2 separate regions of the Anser cygnoides genome follow, and region 2 is linked to region 1. The links are chromatin contacts, called in public Hi-C maps. All regions are on one chromosome and are shown on one strand. Each heading gives the region's core, a stretch centred on a gene start, on an enhancer-like site or on the middle of the called end of the contact. The rest is flanking DNA. Distances are from core to core; before and after follow the strand shown.

The links. Hi-C and Micro-C count contacts between places; a contact is called where the count stands out from the background.
Region 2: a contact with region 1 is called in a Hi-C map of liver, with 9 times the contacts expected there. The contact joins the enhancer-like site here to the promoter of ARID1B in region 1. A contact is called at or near these places in 2 of 7 Hi-C or Micro-C datasets (both in liver).

What each region holds. Positions count from the first base shown.
Region 1 is chr3:56,400,154-56,403,154 of Taihu_goose_T2T_genome, forward strand. ARID1B (AT-rich interaction domain 1B) reads left to right here and starts at 1,426. Exons shown (of 22, transcript XM_066994218.1): 1 at 1,426-1,978; 2 at 1,981-3,001. The coding sequence starts at 1,441.
Region 2 is chr3:56,635,115-56,638,360 of Taihu_goose_T2T_genome, forward strand. The region is part of intron 7 of ARID1B (AT-rich interaction domain 1B); the gene reads left to right. Among named protein-coding and RNA genes, the nearest start is that of TMEM242, 170 kb to the right of the region's middle. Within about 2 kb of position 1,252, at least 2 of the 3 cell types and tissues checked have open chromatin away from gene starts, as enhancers often do. A contact at or near this core is called in liver, where this site is marked.

The sequences.
Region 1 (3,001 bases), core at 176-2,675:
ATTAGAGCATGAAGCTTCTGCTCTTTAATGTTTCCACAGTGGGCACAATGAAGCCTACCAGCTCATGACGGCGTCGCTCTCGAGATACCGCATTTTGCTCAACCGTTATTATCGAGTCTCCTATTTAGCCATTTTGAAATTTGAAAGCGTGGTTACCTTTGGCAGAGTGCACAGAAATATTCATCTAAAGCAGCGCATCTTAGCCCCTTGCTATATTGAAAATGTTTGCTAATATCCCGGTTTGCTATCCACGCTCATAGCAGGGTATTTGATCACCCCGATGCTTTCATTAGTTTAACGTAGTGTGTGACTATTACTTTTTGGTATACCGGGGTATCATTTGTAGTAAGATAGCTATAAAAAAAAAACCCTCCAAGCCGTCCTGAACGATGGCTCAAAAATGTAGGTCATCAGCAACAGCTTTCCATTTGGAGCGAAAGTTATTTGGATGACGTGTTTTGATTTTTGTGTGTGTGTGTGTGTGTATTGCTGCTCTTTCATGAATGTCCTGCGCACGCTGGAAATCACATTGTTTCGGGAAACAATTACGGGACTGCGGACGCCTCTCTCTCCCGCTGATCTGCGGGGAACATCTTGGGGACGGCCCCGCGTGCGGAGGCGTAATTAGCGCGGATGACCATTAGGCTGGGGGGACAGCTGGACCATGTGGACACAACCGCGAGGATGCGGAATTTGGGTTAAATTTTAGAAACGTCTGCGCACAAAATGGGAAAAAAAAAATAAAAAAAAAATAGGGGTTAAAAAAAAAAAAGGAGGAAAGTGCGTTTTTCGGTGAAATAAGGAGCGTTTCCCTGCCGGGGGAAAAGCGACACGCTGGCTGGGGGCTGCAGACCGGAGCCTCCCCAGGTTTGCCCCTCGGGGCCGCCCGCTCCCGGTGCCCCCCCCCCCCGGTGTCCCCGGGGGCGGCGGCGGCGGGGCGCGGATCCGCGCGCCGCGGGATCCAGTCCGCGTTTTGCGGGTGCGCGGGGCGCGGAGGGGGCGATGGCTGCCGGGGCTCGCCCGCCCGTGCCATGCTGGGCCGGCGCGGCGCGGCCGGGCGTGCGCCTACCCATATCCGGGCTGGGGAGGAAAGGAGGGAAAAAAAAAAAAAAAAAAAGAGAGAGAGAGAGAGAGAAAAAAAAGTTTCGTTTAAACCCGAACTCGCGCACACACACACGCACAAAAAAAAAAAAAACTTTCAGCGTGAAATCGCGGAGCGGGAACGGGCGCGGGGCGCTGTGAGCGGAGCCACGCGTGGCGCTGCCAGGTCCCGCTCCGACCCCGTCTTTCTGAGGGCGGCGGCCCAGTTTTTGTTATTTTTATTATTATTTTCCATTTTTTAATTTTTTTAAAAAACTTTTTATTCTACCCCCCCCCCCCCCCCCCCCCCAACCCCCGCCGGCGTGCCGGGCCCCCCAGCCCCGCGATGCCGCGCTGATCATGGCCGCGCAAGTGGCAGCGGCCCCGGCGGGCGCCGCCAAGGGCACGGCGCCGAGCCTGCCCGCCGAGCGCGGGCCGGGGGGCGCCGGCAGCAGCCCCGCGGGGGCTCCCGGGGCTCCCGGCGGCGTGAATAATGTAGAGCAGCGCGTCCCGCACCGCCGGCAGCGGCACGGCGAGCCGCCGGACATGGCCAATAACGCCGCTCCCGCCGCCGGGAACGGGAACGGCTCCGCCACCGCCGCCTCCGCCTCGGAGCCGGCTGCGAAGGAAGGTGGAAGCTCCTCGGCGCTGCCTCCGCGCTCCTCGCCGCCTTCCTCCTCCTCCTCCTCCTCCTCCAACCCGGGCCCGGCCATGGAGACGGGGCTGCTCCCCAACCACAAGCTGAAGAGCGTCGGAGGCGATCACCCCGCCGCGCCGCCCCAGCACCACCACCACCACCACCACCGTGCCCAGCACCCGCAGCACCATGCCCACCACCACCACCGTGCCCACCACCCGCACCACCACCACCACCAGCACCACCACCACCACCGCCCCCGCCGCAGCAGCAGCAGCAGCAGCAGCAGCTAAATCAATTCCCGCCGCCGCCGCCGCCGCAGCAGCCGCCGCCTCAGCACCATCCCGTGCAGAATAACAACAGCAGCCTCGGCGGCGGCGGCGGCGGCGGCAGCAACAACAACGGCGGTGGCGGTGGCGGCGCTGCTCAGCCCAGTGCAGACATGGAGCAGCAGCAACATGGAGGAAAAGACAGTGTTTTGGGCGCTCAGGCCGAGCCCCCGCAGCAGCCGCAGCAACTGCTGAATAAAGGCGCCGACGAGGAGGAGATGCCCGGCAAAATGGGCGAGCCCATCGGCGGCCGCTACGACCACCCCGGCTTGGGACCCCTGGGCGGACAGCAGCAGCCCCAGCAGCCGCCCCCGAGCGCTGGGAGCGGCGGCGGCGGCGGCCTCGGCGGCGGCGGCGGCGGCGGTGGGAGCGGGGGAGGCGGCGGCGGCCCCTCCGCGGCGGGTGTCTCGGAGTTCAATAGCTATTATGGCAACGCTGCCCCTGCCCCTGCCAGCAGCGCTACGGCGAGCCGCGCCGGGCCTTGCTTTGATCAACATGGCGGACAACAAAGCCCCGGGATGGGGATAATGCACCCCGCGGCGGCCCCCAACAGCATGGACCCCCTGCAGAACTCGCACGAAGGGTACCCCAACAGCCAGTACAACCACTACCCGGCCTACGCCCGCGGCCCCGGCGGCCCCGGCGGCGGCGGCGGCGCGGGCGGCGGCGGCGCGGGAGCCGTGGCGGCGGCGGCAGCGGCGGCGGCCGCCGGGGCAGGCGGCGGAGGAGGCGGCGGCGGAGGAGGCGGCGGCGGAGGCTACGGGGGCTCGGCGGCCGGCTACGGGGTGCTGAGCTCCCCGCGGCAGCCGGGCGGCGGCATGATGATGGGCCCCGGCGGCGGGGCCGGCCTCGGCAAGGCTGCTGCCGGCGCGGCGGCGGCCGGCGGCTTCGCGCGGTTCTCCGGGCAGAACCAGCACCCGTCCGGGGCCACCCCTACCTTGAACCAGCTGCTCAC
Region 2 (3,246 bases), core at 2-2,501, 230 kb after region 1:
GCATGATAGATCTTGTCTTCAGGAAGATCAGACCCACCAAGTGTTTGTTGGAGGCTGGGTTGCCTCCAGGTGCTTTCAGCCTTTTTGCATGCAACTCGCCATTTCCCCCTCTTCCCTGAGAACTGTGCCGGCTGTGCAACGTGCATTTTAATGCAATAAGAGAAACTACAGATCGTCTAAGAAGGGTTTGTTCCTTTTGAGGATAGGATTAATGAGAGCGCACGCATTTTACTACTTAAATGCCTATTAATCACAGGCGATGGAGTAGTGCAAGAAGTAGCAGGCAGGACAGGCAAAATAGTTCGTTGCCACATATCAGCTCTGCTCCACTTTCCACCTACCTGCCCAAACTTGAGAGGCTCAGAAGCAGGGAGGAGTGAAACTCCACCAGAGCTAACGCCACCTGATGATTAATATTGATTCGGAACAATTCCTACATGGAGACGGATCAAAGAAAAAAGAAATACGGATTAAAAAATGCAATTTTATTTCATGTTTACCATTTCTTTGGCATCTTGGATGATTTTACACCGGAAATATTATAAATGAAAGCTGATACATGGTTTTGTTAAAATTTGGCAATAATAAAATCAGGACTGAAGGTTTCTGTTAGGTGGCAGATACTGGAAGTTTCTTGTGCTTCTCAGGCTCTTAAAACTGGTAGACACAACGAGGAACAGTTTAGAGAAAAACTTTCCTTGTAGTAATAAATGAAGCCTAGAGAATGGGCATGGATAATGAAAAATTCTTTCTTTTGGAACTTGGATTTACTTCCTAAATGGAATCCTTGTGCTTTAAGTTTCAGGTGTGCGACAGGGTAGGTTTCGATTCTGGGAGGAAGAAATGAGCAAAATATAATGAGGAAATACTGCCCTCTCCTTTGTTAAGAGCTTTTAGTTATTTAGCACTTGCATCAATAGCAGTTTTATATTCTGGTTAACTGACATTTTATAAAGAAGTTGAGAATGTTTTTCCTCTAGCTGAAGCATATGCTTTCTGCATTAACAAACATGTAATGTCACGTCCCAAGTAATTACGAATGACTAAATCCATGCAGCCTTTCAGTCTAAACGCGAGCAAAGCTATCATTTTTATGAAAGGCTTAAAGGGACAGCGTAAGAAATACGGTGCGGTTCCAGGGCTTGGATCAGTCACTGAAGAACACAGACGCTTCTCTCGCTGTTTTACACCGATTTCAGAAAATACAGCTTAGAAAATCTAAAGGCAATTCAAAGGCACTGTGGAGGTGTGAGAGAATGCGCTGGCTGGGCGAGCTGCTGCCGCAGCCTCTCCAGCCCCCTCTCATCCCAATTTGCACCGTTGCTTTGGAGGGATGCGGTGGCACAGAGTGCAAAACATGTGGCGGGGCGGTTAAATGAGACTTTAGAAAAGAAAAAAAAAAATGAAGTCAGTGGCTGAGCTTTGAAGAGGTCTGTCTAGTGCGGAGCAGTGAGCGAGTGGGGAAAAAAGGAGCAAGCGCCTCATCTAATCTTTCTCCTGGGGACCCAGGTGGACAAATTGGCAACCCTGTTCACAGCCCTCCCCCCCTTCTCCTTTGTACCGTAAGAACCGCTAATCGGATCCATGCTGCTGCAACTGTGGTTAGTTATTAACAGAATAAAAGCAGATTTCTTCAAAAGAACGGGTTGGGGAAAACGGCTATACAAAATTGCAAGGTTGTTAGAATCTTAAATGCACAGCGGTCGATTTTTTCCTATTCTGAATTATACGCTGAATACAGTCTTTCATCTGTCACTGTGCCCGTTTCTTCAGAAGGCAGCCAAACATTAAGCTTCTCAAACAAAAAAAAAAGCGTTTGAAAGAGGAAAAATATTGGGGAGGAGGAAGAATAGGAAAATGAGGAGGAGAAATCAGGTTTTGTTTTTATTAATTTGGCCTGGTGAGAGAAATACGAGCTTGCCGCTTCTATTCAGCTCCTGCGTGCCAGCCTCCGTGAGCCACCATTTCTGAATGCAGGGATTAGAGAAGATTTAACTGGTTGCTATCCTGGGCTGCGCGAGTCTGGATTGGCCTCCAGCAGAAATAGCGTGTGCTGTGAACTCTCCCGAGCTTCATGGAAATAACGCATTAAATGAGCGCGGAGTTAGGCAGAGGTGGGAGTCGAAAGAATTTGATCCCCCGAAATGAAACTTCTCATAACTGTAAAGCGAAATTACAGGGCTAGAAGGGGTGTTATTGAGGATAGGGAAGCAGTGATCCCTAGGTTTAGGCTGACTTACGCCTTCGCTTATATAAATAAATAAATGACGTGCCCTTAATTTTGAGGGGCTCTAGTGCCTTCCTGGTTTGCAGCAGGATTTCGAAATTTGCTGGAGAGGAATAATAGTTGTCAAGCAGACAGGTGCTCTCTGTGGCCTGCTGAAAATCCATTCGTATTTGGATGAGTCGCAGCCTTTCGAAATTTTCTATTGACAGCTGACTTCGGGCTTCTTGCCAAAATCTCAGGAAAAAAATAAAAAAAAATCGGTGATGCTGCTGCGGTGCTTCACTTCGGTCCAAACACCGAGGTGGCTGCTGGATGGGGTGTAGATGAAACAGGGCCTCCTGCCGCGGCTGTGCTGCTCCCTTTCCTTCCCAAGCAAAGAAAGCTTTTGCCTGCGGGGCAATATTTGCTTTCCTGCAACTTGACACTCAGCCCATTGTCAGTTTAGGTGGTACTAGCAATTATTTCACTTTATACTTCTGAGTATTTCTTAATAGTCTTCATACCTTACTCAGGGGTTATACAACCTGGGAATAAAACATGGACGGCCAATTTGGCAGATACCAGCTTCAGCCACATAATTCTCTCCCCTCCCCCCTTTTTTTTTTTAACAAGAAAATGGCCTATAATACAATGAATTATTCTGTAGCGAGGGTGACATTTGGATGGTGTTCCATAAGTAATACCTTGGGACCACACGCTGAATAATGAGGATGAAACAAGATACTGAATAGCTACCTCGTCCTGTCAGTGTCATCTTTGTTTTAGAATTGAATGTTATATCATGTCAAACAAGTAGCTCCTGGTCATGAAATAAAGATGTTTATGCTGTTGCATGTGTGTGAAGAAAAGTCAAGAGTTAAGGTTCTGTGGGACACCGTAACTCAGTGTTGCATATTTTTTAACACAGATTTTAGAGTGATTTAGCCCTTGAGTTATGGTTACCTGTATGGAACTTGATCAGAACCTAGTCCTTGATACGTTGAATATAATACAAACACGAAGAACATGTAGTGTAACCT